2 separate regions of the Dromaius novaehollandiae genome follow, and region 2 is linked to region 1. A link is a contact called in public Hi-C data. All regions are on one chromosome and are shown on one strand. The core of a region is the stretch at or near the end of the contact, and the rest is flanking DNA. Distances in the headings are between cores, read along the strand shown.

Region 1 (5,732 bases), core at 1,805-4,304:
TCTTTCATATTCTGAATATGTGTTTACATTTGTTGCAGTTTTTATTTCATTGTCTAGGAATAGTCTTTCAAATTGTTTTCTGGTTCACAAATCTTCCAGTTTAGTCCTGTGGGAACATGATATCCCATTCTACATTATATCTCCATTTCTACAAATGGACCAGAAATTATTACATACATTTCTTCAATAATTAATGACAGATGTGGCTTTGAAAAGAGCCCCATATTTAATTTTTATTATTGGTATTAATCATAATAGTTCCAATTATGTATGTGCAGTAACACTATCAAATGATATTAAAATTTGGCCCAGAATGCTGATGCATTATTAGAATGCAATAAACTGGAATAAATGCTGTTCAGAAGTCACCACATCAGCTTTTCTTGATATTTTGCTACCTACTTTCTCAGATGATGGAAGATGAGCAAGATGCCAAACAACAGAAGCCAGCATTTGAAATTAGAGCAATCAAGGTAAATCTTAGAAACACGATCCATAGCAGAGACCAGTCTCCTGCTACTGAAGGCAAATGCTGTATAATCTCTTACCATCTGCTACAATACGCTGGGTTCAAACCACACTTTCAGAAGTTTTGCAAAAAGAACCCCCAATACACAGGTGGCCCATTTCAAAACATGACACTGAGCCAATTACTAGTTTCCGGAAGATTCACAGCCTCAGGACATATCCCACAACACAGCTAGTGTAGTACTAATATTTCAGGCTAAAAAAAAAAAAAAATTTGTAATAACACTGAAAGACAGCACAGACCTAAGGAAATACGCCTAACAACATATTATGGTCTTCTTCCTGTGATATTTATATTCAGATTTCACAAGTTCATTTTTCTTAGTTTTTAATATTTAGGTAAATATCACATCTTCAACAAAAAGCGAAACCACACAAATGCAAATGGAAACTATTACCTCATTCTGCTATAATTCAACAGGAAGCAAGAAAGCTTCCTTCAAGGTAGAAGGCTCGGCATATGGCCTCTACGTGCAGACCGCAAGCTGAACTTTCTGCTGCTGGTAGGTAGGTTTTCATTTACATAACCTATTCTTCAGGATTTACTATTGAAATGCAGTAGTAAAACAGAATTAAATGCACGTTCACTCGCCAAATAAGAGCATGTCTTTAAGGAAAATATGCAGCAGTTGCCCTTCCTCCTGCCTTGTTCCTACCGACTCACACAGACCCTCCTTCTGCACGTCAGATATCTACAGCGTTGAGTCTCCTTAAGAGGCTACGTTTTTCTCAGAAGCACAAAGCACGTGTTTAGATCTACTAGAAGTCCTAGTGGAGATCTTATGTGCATATTGTTAACTTTCATAGACCGCTACTGATGGAAGATTATTTAATCAAAGACTTTTTTACCCTAAGAAATTCTTGAACAACATATTAACATAGACGTTTTCTCCTCTATCTACTACAGTCCAATTTCTGCTTCAGCAAAGTGATAAGATAAAAAAAAAAAAAAAAAAAAAAAGAAGAAGATTTTGCACACACAGTAATGTGTTATGGTACTGTAAAATCTAATAAATCATCCTTGTTCACTGAAACCCCTCAAACCTCCTTATGTTCAATGTTTATGACTAATGAACCACAAAATTTACATGGGAAAACTGGATGTTAGGGAATCATGTTTACAAACCTGACTTCCCAACACCGTTCCCTGAATGGTTATTGTATATTTTGCAAACATTTAATTTCCTGTTAATCATGACGAATATTTAGCCTCAAGCTACTTCAGAAGAAAACAACTACTGCTTAGGACAGTGAGACAGTTTTAAGCACATTTCTGTGCTTATGTGCAGTGGGAAGGGCAATGACTCAGGTCTCCCCACAAGGCTTTGGAAACGCGTTGCTGGCCAAGAGGCTGTAATATCCCCATCTGCTTCAGTTCAGTCTGCCAACTGCAAGATGCTTTCACGGAGACAGCAAATGTCTGTCTGACACCAGCTGCGACCTCCTGCCTCTCGAGGAGCTGCACTATGCTACGCTTGTGCTTGTCATTGCAAATAGCTTCCTTTGGATAGTTTTCACAGGCATTACTTGCAGTCCTATTTCTCTAAAACAATACTGTCAAATACTTTGAAAAAACACGACTTTATGCTACTGCTTAGAGTGTTTAAAATAGCAATATGTATTTTTCTAAAAGACACAGCAATCAGGCTTGTGAGGGAAAATCAGGAGCCTGTGAACCCAAGACACCTCTCTAGATGCTGCTGGCGGTCCCTTCCCTCGTTTTGAGCCTTTACTTCTAGGACTGATGTGAAGAAGCATGACGCAAGGAAGTTTTTCCAGCTCGATGTTTTCCTCTCCCGTTTTCTTTTTGTAAAGACTGAAGGATCTGTCCAAAAATATCCATGTACAGTCTCATATCCGACCGTTGTTTTGCATCGCCAGGCAACGCACGCCCGGCATTTACGCCAACTCACTTTACGAAATCATAACGTTACCTCATTAATTATCAAAAATTACGTTAGGCAGCGACGCGGGCTGGAAGCCACCGCGGCTACCGCCAAGCGCAGGCCCCGCGGCGCCCCGCACGCACAGAGCCCCGCCTAACACCGCCCCGCCGGCGGGGGCTGCGCCAGCCTGGCCAGGGCGGCCGCGGCCACCCGCTCCGGAGGCGACGACCAACAGACCCTGCTTCAAACCGCTCCGCTGACCGCCGCCGGCCCCGCGCCACGGTGCCGAAAGCCCCGCCGCCACCGCCGGGCGGGAAGCGGCGCCGCGCCGGGCCCCGCGGCCCCCGCGCCGCGCCCAGCCGCCCCCGGCGGCACCTACCGTCGGAGGTCAGCGCCATCTCTATGAGGGTCTCGTCCGCCTTCCTGCCCAGGCGGCTCATGGCGGCTGCCGCCCCCTCCCCCGGCGGCCTCGGCTCGGCTCAGCCCGGCGCGGCGCGACGCGACGCGGCTGCCCCTCCTTAAGCGGCGGCGCGGGGGGGCGACTGAGGGGCCGCGCGCCTCCACGGCGGCGCTGGGCACCCGCGCGTGCATGCGCACTGCCCGCCCCGGCGGCGGTGGGGGCGGCCGCCGCCCAGCCCCGCCCCGCCCCGCCCCGCCCCGTCGCGCGGCCGTTGGCGCGGCGGGAAGCGGGGTGGCGCCGTTGCGCCTCAGGCGGGGCGGTGCGGCGCGGCGTGAGGGGCGGCCGGGGGGGCGGGTTGGGGGGAGCCTCCTCCCGGCCGCTTGGCCCCGCGGATGGGCGGGGGGGGCGGTGCCGCCAACGGCACGGGGAGCCGCGGGGCCCTGGGCGGGAGCCGAGCGGGGCTGCAGCACCGAGGGCCCTTCTGTGCCCCTCTCGTACCGTTTTTGTGCCTTTCTGAAGGAAAATGCCCCCCCTAAGCAGAGTTGTGTCGAGACGATCCGTGTCTCTGCGGTTTCGTGTTGTCCAGAGTCTCGAGGACTTTTTGGTTGATGCAGTCGCTGGGTAAGGACTCTGTTAAAAACTGTTAGGTTTGTACTGAGGACACTGAAATAACTACCAAAAACAAGCTGGGGAAGCATCTGAAACCCGAATGTTACACAGAACCCCGGTTTTAAAAATGAGACTTTCAGCACTGCCTAAGAGTTTCAGCAGAGCAGCCCCCTTTGGCAGCGTTACTGGTCCCGCTGGCTGCAGCGAAGGGGTTGTCTTGCTTTTGGGCGGGGTTTTTGTAATAATAGAGCAAAGAGAAGAAGTTAAGGAAGTGGGAGAGAATAATATTCCCTTCGTTAGTCTCACTTTTCTTTACTGAGGACCAACTTGAGCTTGCTTTGATCGCACTGCGAGGACGACCGGCGCAGCGCACAGGCCTCTCGCATGCTCCGAGGGCTGATTTGTGCAGGTGTCAGGCAAAGTGGGAAGTTGCTATTAGCTGTCCTGATGGCAGCTTTTCCATGCGTGAAGCAGCCTCACTTTATCATCATCATCTTCAGCAGCTAGGGGTCGTTTCCAATACTCTCTCCATTTATTTCACATACGTTCTGTTCGCTAACATCATTTCAGGGCAGACCCTGAGGCCTTTTCTCAGATCAGCTTTGCATGTGCACCTTTTACTGACTAAAAAACAGCTTCATGCAACAAGCTGATTTGCAGTCCTGCTACCTGGGCACCTGATGCACAACAGCAGTATCATGATGGGATTTCTCAAGCACGAAGTAAAGTACAGTGAGTCAAAGTTACTTTGGGGTTGTGTTCAGGTCTACATGTAGTATTAGGCCTTTATTTTTCATGCATCATGTAACTGCTTCTAGAAATGTATTTTTAGTCAAAAGCGAGACTAACAACATATTTGGTTGCTTTCCAAAGTCTGAAATGCTTAGCTTGGATTTTAATCCGAAGATACAGGTTAGTGGGAACAAAAAGTACAGAAATGACATACCAAAGGAATCATTTAAGAACTTGAAAGTGCATACAATTCACTTGGTCACAATGATTACTTTAAAAGCTGCATTTTCTAAGCCTTTAATTTTATCACAGCTTTATATTATAGGATAAAAGCTTTTATGCCCATAGAAGATGCAGTTAGCAGCCAGTATTCAGTAAGAGCCAGGAATAGCAAGGATTTCAGTGGCCAAGGCTGGGTTTTGCCTTCTAATTACATGCTCGCCCTTCCCAGCTCCACCCTGCATGTGTAGCAGGGAAGTTGACCATATCTAAAGCTGTAAGTACTATATCTAGACTGCCAAAGATGCTTTTGCAAATCTCTGTAATTGGACAGGCTCATGGTTTGTCGAGGCACTGAATTTGTGTAAATTACACACCAGCCAATGTTAGAGACAGGACAGAAATCTGCTCTCCCAGAAAGAGCCATGAAGGCCTTGTGCCCTTAGCAGGCACACATAACCCAGCTTTTCGGTTTCTTGTATATTCAGAGTTTAAACAGCTATTGTCTCATGCTGCGGTTTCACAATGTGCTTAAGCGATCCAGGACCATGCTTCCTTTAAAAGGCACAAACCTTTCTTCCTCCTACCTTGTCTTTTTGTTGGTGATCATAAAGCTGTACAGTGACTGAGGTCAACCTTTTAAACAGACTGATAATTTTTTTTCCTGGATTTTCAGTTCCATGACTGACTGCAAGCAACAGCTACTGCCAAAACAAAGAAGGGAACGGGGAACGTGGAGTGGAAGGAAGGGCAGGATCATTTTATTGCTTAAGTACCTATACAACAACCTGGAATGCTGGTGTTTTTCTGCTTCTAGTGGCCTGGAGTTCAAACACGGTATCTAATGCAGTGTATACATTTATTTTTAAAAAGTTAAAGTACCTAAAAGGTTGTAGGTGTAGGTAATGGCATCACCAGGAATTACTAGCAGTAATTATACTTAGGGCAGCAACAAAACATAAGCAAAACATAATCTTCATGTGTGTTAAAGAACAGATAGTTGGTAGCCCTAATAAGGTCTTATTCTCTGTTAATGGGCATTTTAAAAAGCATGGAAGTGATTTAGTAGCCGTCATATTTTCAAAAATTATTTAAGCACAGAAAATTGGTGGAGTTTGGGAGCCAGATTTCAAAGATACCTCTGCACCCATCTGTGTCTCTGATAGGCACACTATGATCTGTTCAAAAAATTGCAGCTTATGTTCCAAGATCCTGAACTTTTGGAAATCCCGTCAGAGGACTGTCTGCATCTTTAGGCACCGAAGCATCTTTGAAAATAGGATTACAAGTCCTAAATCATGTTGAAAATTGAGCTTATGTGTGTATCATTTAGATGCTTTGGAGAATTTAATTCTCCG
Region 2 (5,732 bases), core at 2,263-4,762, 43 kb before region 1:
GGCTACGTCAAGCACCTCTAGACAGATTCTATCTGTAGTGACTCCTTGAGAGTATTGTCTTCAAGTGCACTGCTTACCCATATCAGTAATCCAGATAGCTATTCTCTCATACAAGAAATTAAGTATCATGATGATGACAAAATTCAGGCATGAGGCTGTGACTGAAGTTGCCAGCTGAGGTGTCAGTAATCCACTGATGGGTTCTAAAGTCTGAGTATTCTCCATGAGGCTGGCAAAGGCAGCATACACTGCAAGACGATACACAATCACAGCTATCATGCTAGCTATAATCAGAGATACCTAAGGAAAGGACAGAGATTTAAAATACATTTACAGCTCAGTATAGCTATATACACACAACTTTGGAAATAACATATAAAGAATCATGCTTTATACTTTTTTATTTCATTCTTTAAGGGCATGAGTTCAGAAGCACTGAAATGCAAAGTACACGGGCGACATCTTGTTTTATTAGATACATTAAACCCACTGAAATTATTTTGTTAACACAAGAAAAGCAAGACAATTTAATACCAATATTCAAAAAATAAATAGTGCAGAAGAATACAGACTCACAGAAATGAAGACAGAAAGGACATATTAAATTATATTGCCCACTTCCTGGTAAATTCGTTGTATAGCTATTTCTCTTAAATTGGCATTACATTTCATTGCAGCGAATATTGTTCTTTTGCCTTTACATTTTATCAAGATGATCTGGTAACAGCATAGTTATCCCTATGCTAGAAAGGCTCACCACATTTCTAGTTAATGACAGATTTCTAAGGTCTTTTATCTTTTTCATCTGAATCGAAGTGCACTTTGCATGACAGCAGGAAATGTACAAGACAATAGTAGAAGGGAAGCTTAAACGCACTAGTACGTGTTAATGGGATGATTAGCGATAATCAGCAATTCTAATACATGTTAAAGTGATGATGCAAAAAATGCTCACCCAGAACAACACTGTAGTTCCTGAGATGCAGAACCGAACAGCCTGGCTAGTTAGAGGCAAATAAGGCTCCATCTCCTGAAACAGTCAAGCAAGCACAGCACAGTTCACAAAACCATAATCTTATTTTAATATCAAGCAGCACAGAGAGCTCTCAACAGCTGTGTGAAAGTGACCACATCCGAGGAAAACCATTCATAACCCCGCTCTCTAAAAGGGCAACTATGACATGATTTTGAATGTTCGGATAAAAAAAATATTTAGGACAGAAGTCGCCATAAACAACGCTAAAAGTAAACGCAATACCTAGAAAGAATAATTAAACCTTGGCAAAATCAATCAGTGTCTGCAGGACAAAGACCCACTTCTTAATCACATGAAGAGGACAGAATTATTTATTGTAATGCTAGGTCAGCTGTCATACAGCTCTGCATTCAAAATTGGACTGAATCTTAAGAGATTCTGCATGTGAAGGTTTTTTAAAATCCTCCTCTACTTGGATGCACCATGTTGTTCCACACAGCCAGAAAGCATTTTCCTCCACTCCTTCAATTTCTTTTTCTTATTGAAGAAATGGCTACATTTATTAGTTGCCAATCTCTGCTGCAGTATCAGGCGGCTAGATCTTACCCAAAAGACTATTCCCATATAGCACAAGAACAGTTTTCCATGTTCGTGTACAGTTCTCTTTTCAGCAATCAGTTCTAATTCCTAAAATATCAGATTACATGTATTAAGAAGAGATTACTTAAGAACTAATGCCAAGGGAAGAAAACTTAATATACAAAAATCTGAAGTTGATAAAACTTTGGGACAAGGCACTGTACTGTGCTTACATGACTCTTGGACAAAGGGGCCCCGATTACTACAGGCTAGCACAATTTTAAGTATGCTACAAATAACTATTTTGAAATTGTAGATACTTGTTTTGAAAGTGGAAGATATTTAAGCTGTAACATGTTGCTGAAGCAAGTTTAGTTTCTGTTACACGAAAGTCCAGAGTGTGCTGAACACACTGGTGTAACATGGCATAATTACTATGAATACAATGGACACACAGCTGAGCAGCACCTTTCCCCTTGAGACAATCAAGTAGTATCAATCATTTGTCCTGACAAATGTTCCTTTTTGATGGCAATATTCTGTAGCCAGATCAGTCAGTAGTATGTTCATATGAATGCAATTTTGTTTTAAACGTAATGTGCTGTTCTCTCATGAGAAAGTAAAACATAGTGCTTACATCTGCCTGAAGTATAGTTACTAAACACTATCATGAATACTTGGGTCTTGACTTACTACAAGGTTTTCGATGGTGATAACAATTAAAGGCTCTATTAATAGTACTATAAAAAAAGCTGAAGATAAGTTGATATGGGCATAGATATCAGGGGACTCTACACAGTAACATTTAATACTTATTATGTATTAAAAAATAGTATCTATATACTATATTAAGAACAAATGTTTCAACATTCTAGGCTATTTAACAAGTAGTTTTCTACTTAAGAACAACATGTAGGCAATAACATTGTGCAGTGACATGGCCTATTTTGAATGGAATGCTTCATTATTTATATAAATTAAGATTCTACTGAAATCAGCAAAAATGAAATTTAGCTATCATCTAGTTAAATACTTCAGCATCACAAGTATGATGCCGATACTTTATCAACAGCAAATGAGGTACCAGTTAAGTCTTGAGGTTGGTGATTTCTATTTCAGCATACCTAGAACTCAGGATCATGGCAGAGTAATGAGAAAATAAGTTTTCTAACTGAAGTAAAGTTTCCTGGGACCCAGTAAACTCTGTGACCTGTATCCGTAACATCTTTTCAGACCACAAAATTAATCTATTTTAAATCATTCTCCTTTCCCATGTTCAGTATTACACATTATCTAACAAAAGGAAATTAGGCTACAGCATGGCTAACCTGTGTAGTTTGCTTTAACTGGGCATTGACAAGCATCACTGCAAAACCCTGCCACACAATAGCTTCTGAAAATCCACCAAGGTAGTAAATGTGATGTTTCATAAAATAAAGGATTATCCAATAATTGAATTTCTATGGCAATTGTCAATCCGTACATAGGGAGCAAAACTAAACAGCTGTGAACAACTGACTCTCCTATATTATAAATCAGTATCTCAGTCTGAGATGAGAAAAATATATTAAGATCCCATTTTTATTTCCTAAATAAAGTCCACTTTATTTCCTAAATAAAGTCCACTTTATTTAGGGAATAAAGTCCACTGCGTGCACTTACAGAGGTAACAATCTCCTCCTCCAGAGCACTAACACAAACGGACTAGCCCATGCTGTCTTTGGCTGTAATCCGCTGTGGCTGACTCACCCCCTGAGACTACGGGTTTTGGTCCATGCTGCACATAACTACTGCCTGTGAGTCAAGTCCACTGCTTCCTTGTCTTCACCCCATTATGCTCTGCTGCAGTATGTTACTCCAGAGAACACGAGGGCCATGCAGTGCCTGTATGGAACCCCTGTTCCTTCCTTCAACTGCAGCAGAACCACAGCGGTTCAGCTGGCTTTGGTTACTGCGCAGCTACGTAAGAAAACGGAGGTTTTGAGCCTAGGCATACAGAAAGACCCATAATAGCAAATACCATGCAACAGGCAGGCATCTGTTTTCAATTAGCTGAACAAGCTAGTCAAAAACTACAATTTGCCTGAAACTGGTTTTCCTGAGCCTGCAGAAAGTAATTCCTCTGCAGAGCTACACTCAAAATCATACTGCAGGATCTTCAAAGATCTCTGTGTGACTGGAGCGTGCAAGTTGCAGTTATGAGAACAACAACATCAATGCTGCATGTGCTGAAAGGGAACAAGAGAAACACTCAAGAGAAATGAGATTAGTGTATATATTCCCTAATTAAGCAGACAGCCCTGAAAGACAGGCTACTGTTTGTATAATAATTGTGCTTCCTATGCTACAGCCAGGTTTCTATTTCTTTTCTGAAGACTGTGTTACTTAGTATACTCATGACTGGTGAAAATAAATTATTTATATACAATACAATTCTAGGAAGAAGGAAGATGATTTAAATACTTCTGATTGAGGCAGTAGATATTGTACTGGAATGTAACCATCTGGTCCCTAAATTTGTCAAATAACTTCTACCTAAATTAAGTTTTAATGAAGATGATTAACTTGTTTAAGAGTTAAATAGTATGGTTAATTGTATCTTAGTTAGATTTCAGACAAAGGACTTCAGCAATCTTCACCTTCCAAGTGCTCCCCAAACTGGATTTGGATATCATAAGTGAAACCACAGCTTATGTCACACTTAAGCATCTTTGTATCAAGACAACTGTTCCTTTCCATGTTGTGTAGGGAATGAGAGAGAGTGCTTTACTGAGAGCACAAAGATTTCAGAGACTGCTATGTTGAAATGTGAATGACACTGTAAAGATGGTGTTAGCAAAGTGAAAGGTATAAGCTGTGTCTCAGTATTCCTCATTTAATCTATCAATTTCCTGTGGAAATTAAAATCATTAAAGGACATCTAATTATAATTATGAACACATCTCAGTGGAAGAAAACCACACTCTCATTTATTCTGGCTCAAGAAGCCTAGCTAAGACACCTACACAGAGAACCATGATCTAAGAGGTGGGGCATGCCTGTCATGCAACAGGTCGAAGTGCTAAGAGCCAGTTACAGTTAACTTCAGACTGGAAAATGGTACAGCCGCACCACCGTGGCATTGTGCCAGGATAAAGAGACCCCTCAAAGGCAGGGCTATTAGCTCCAGTACCAATCAGTGCTATCACTGCAACACTGCTTTCACCAGTTAAAGAGCTTATATCTGATTTTAGTCAACCAAAGAGTGCAAACCTCAGCTCTCACCGACTGGATGCCTTCAGCGAGAAAACAGTAAGTGTTACCAAATTCTGCTTTGATACCCAATGCATTCCATTGTGTTCAGTTAGCCTGCAACAGGGGGTTGTTGGCACCATGTTCTATATATTGAAGCCAAGACCTTTGTGATCATACACATACTTGTGTGGAGATGTAATAGCTGAGGGCCTGCCCTGCTCTGATATACATGCTGTACTGCTTATGTGTTGCACAAATCTTTATCTAGCAATTAGATGCTCATATATTATAAACCCCTCCCCCTAACACCTTTCAGCACAAAACTGAATTTGCATGCATGTCAATCCAGCAGGTTTAATTACCTGAGTTACAGGGTTCTTCTTCTTTTGGGTACATTTGGCTTCATACTCAGGCCTCAGCTGGAGCTGCTGCTGTTCTTCTTCAAAATCAACCAAGTCCCACTCATATTTCAGTCTAGCTTGCCGTCTCTTCCAGAACTCCAAGAAAAGAGTAACTGCAATTTGAAAATGTTAAGAAATAGTTAAAAAGGAGAAAAAAAAACTTTTAGGAGATGTGAACAAGTTTATTACCTATATTAAATAGTGTCTCTGCACTATTAAACTATTAAACAAGTGTCTCTGCACTGGCTCCTATTCTGCAGCCTACTATTTGCTCTCACAATGTGACCCATCTATTTTTACTGAATACCTATTAAAGTTCATAGCTAAGAACAAGAATATGGATTAAATGTATTTATTATCTGAAGTCCAAAAGTGGATGAAAAGGAAGATATCAAGACAGGATATAGATTATTTCCATAGTTATGACAACCATGTTCAATTACACTTTAACTATTTTTCAAATACAAATATCAATACAGATTAACAAAAGAACAGAGATAATTCACTTAATTGTGTACAGACGTTTAACACATGAACTATAT

What was found. Hi-C and Micro-C count contacts between places; a contact is called where the count stands out from the background.
Region 2: a Hi-C map of liver shows a contact between it and region 1, with 8 times the contacts expected there. The contact joins the enhancer-like site here to the promoter of ANO5 in region 1. A contact is called at or near these places in 3 of 4 Hi-C or Micro-C datasets (brain, liver and ovary).

What each region holds. Positions count from the first base shown.
Region 1 is chr5:54,398,162-54,403,893 of bDroNov1.hap1, reverse strand. ANO5 (anoctamin 5) reads right to left here and starts at 3,054. Exons shown (of 19, transcript XM_064512860.1): 1 at 2,794-3,054. The coding sequence starts at 2,854. LOC135328659 (a long non-coding RNA gene) reads left to right here and starts at 3,245. Exons shown (of 3, transcript XR_010389620.1): 1 at 3,245-3,435; 2 at 5,051-5,211.
Region 2 is chr5:54,441,396-54,447,127 of bDroNov1.hap1, reverse strand. It overlaps ANO5 (anoctamin 5), which reads right to left. Exons shown (of 19, transcript XM_064512860.1): 10 at 5,152-5,303; 11 at 956-1,030; 12 at 78-300. Among named protein-coding and RNA genes, the nearest start is that of SLC17A6, 33 kb to the left of the region's middle. Within about 2 kb of position 3,512, at least 2 of the 2 cell types and tissues checked have open chromatin away from gene starts, as enhancers often do.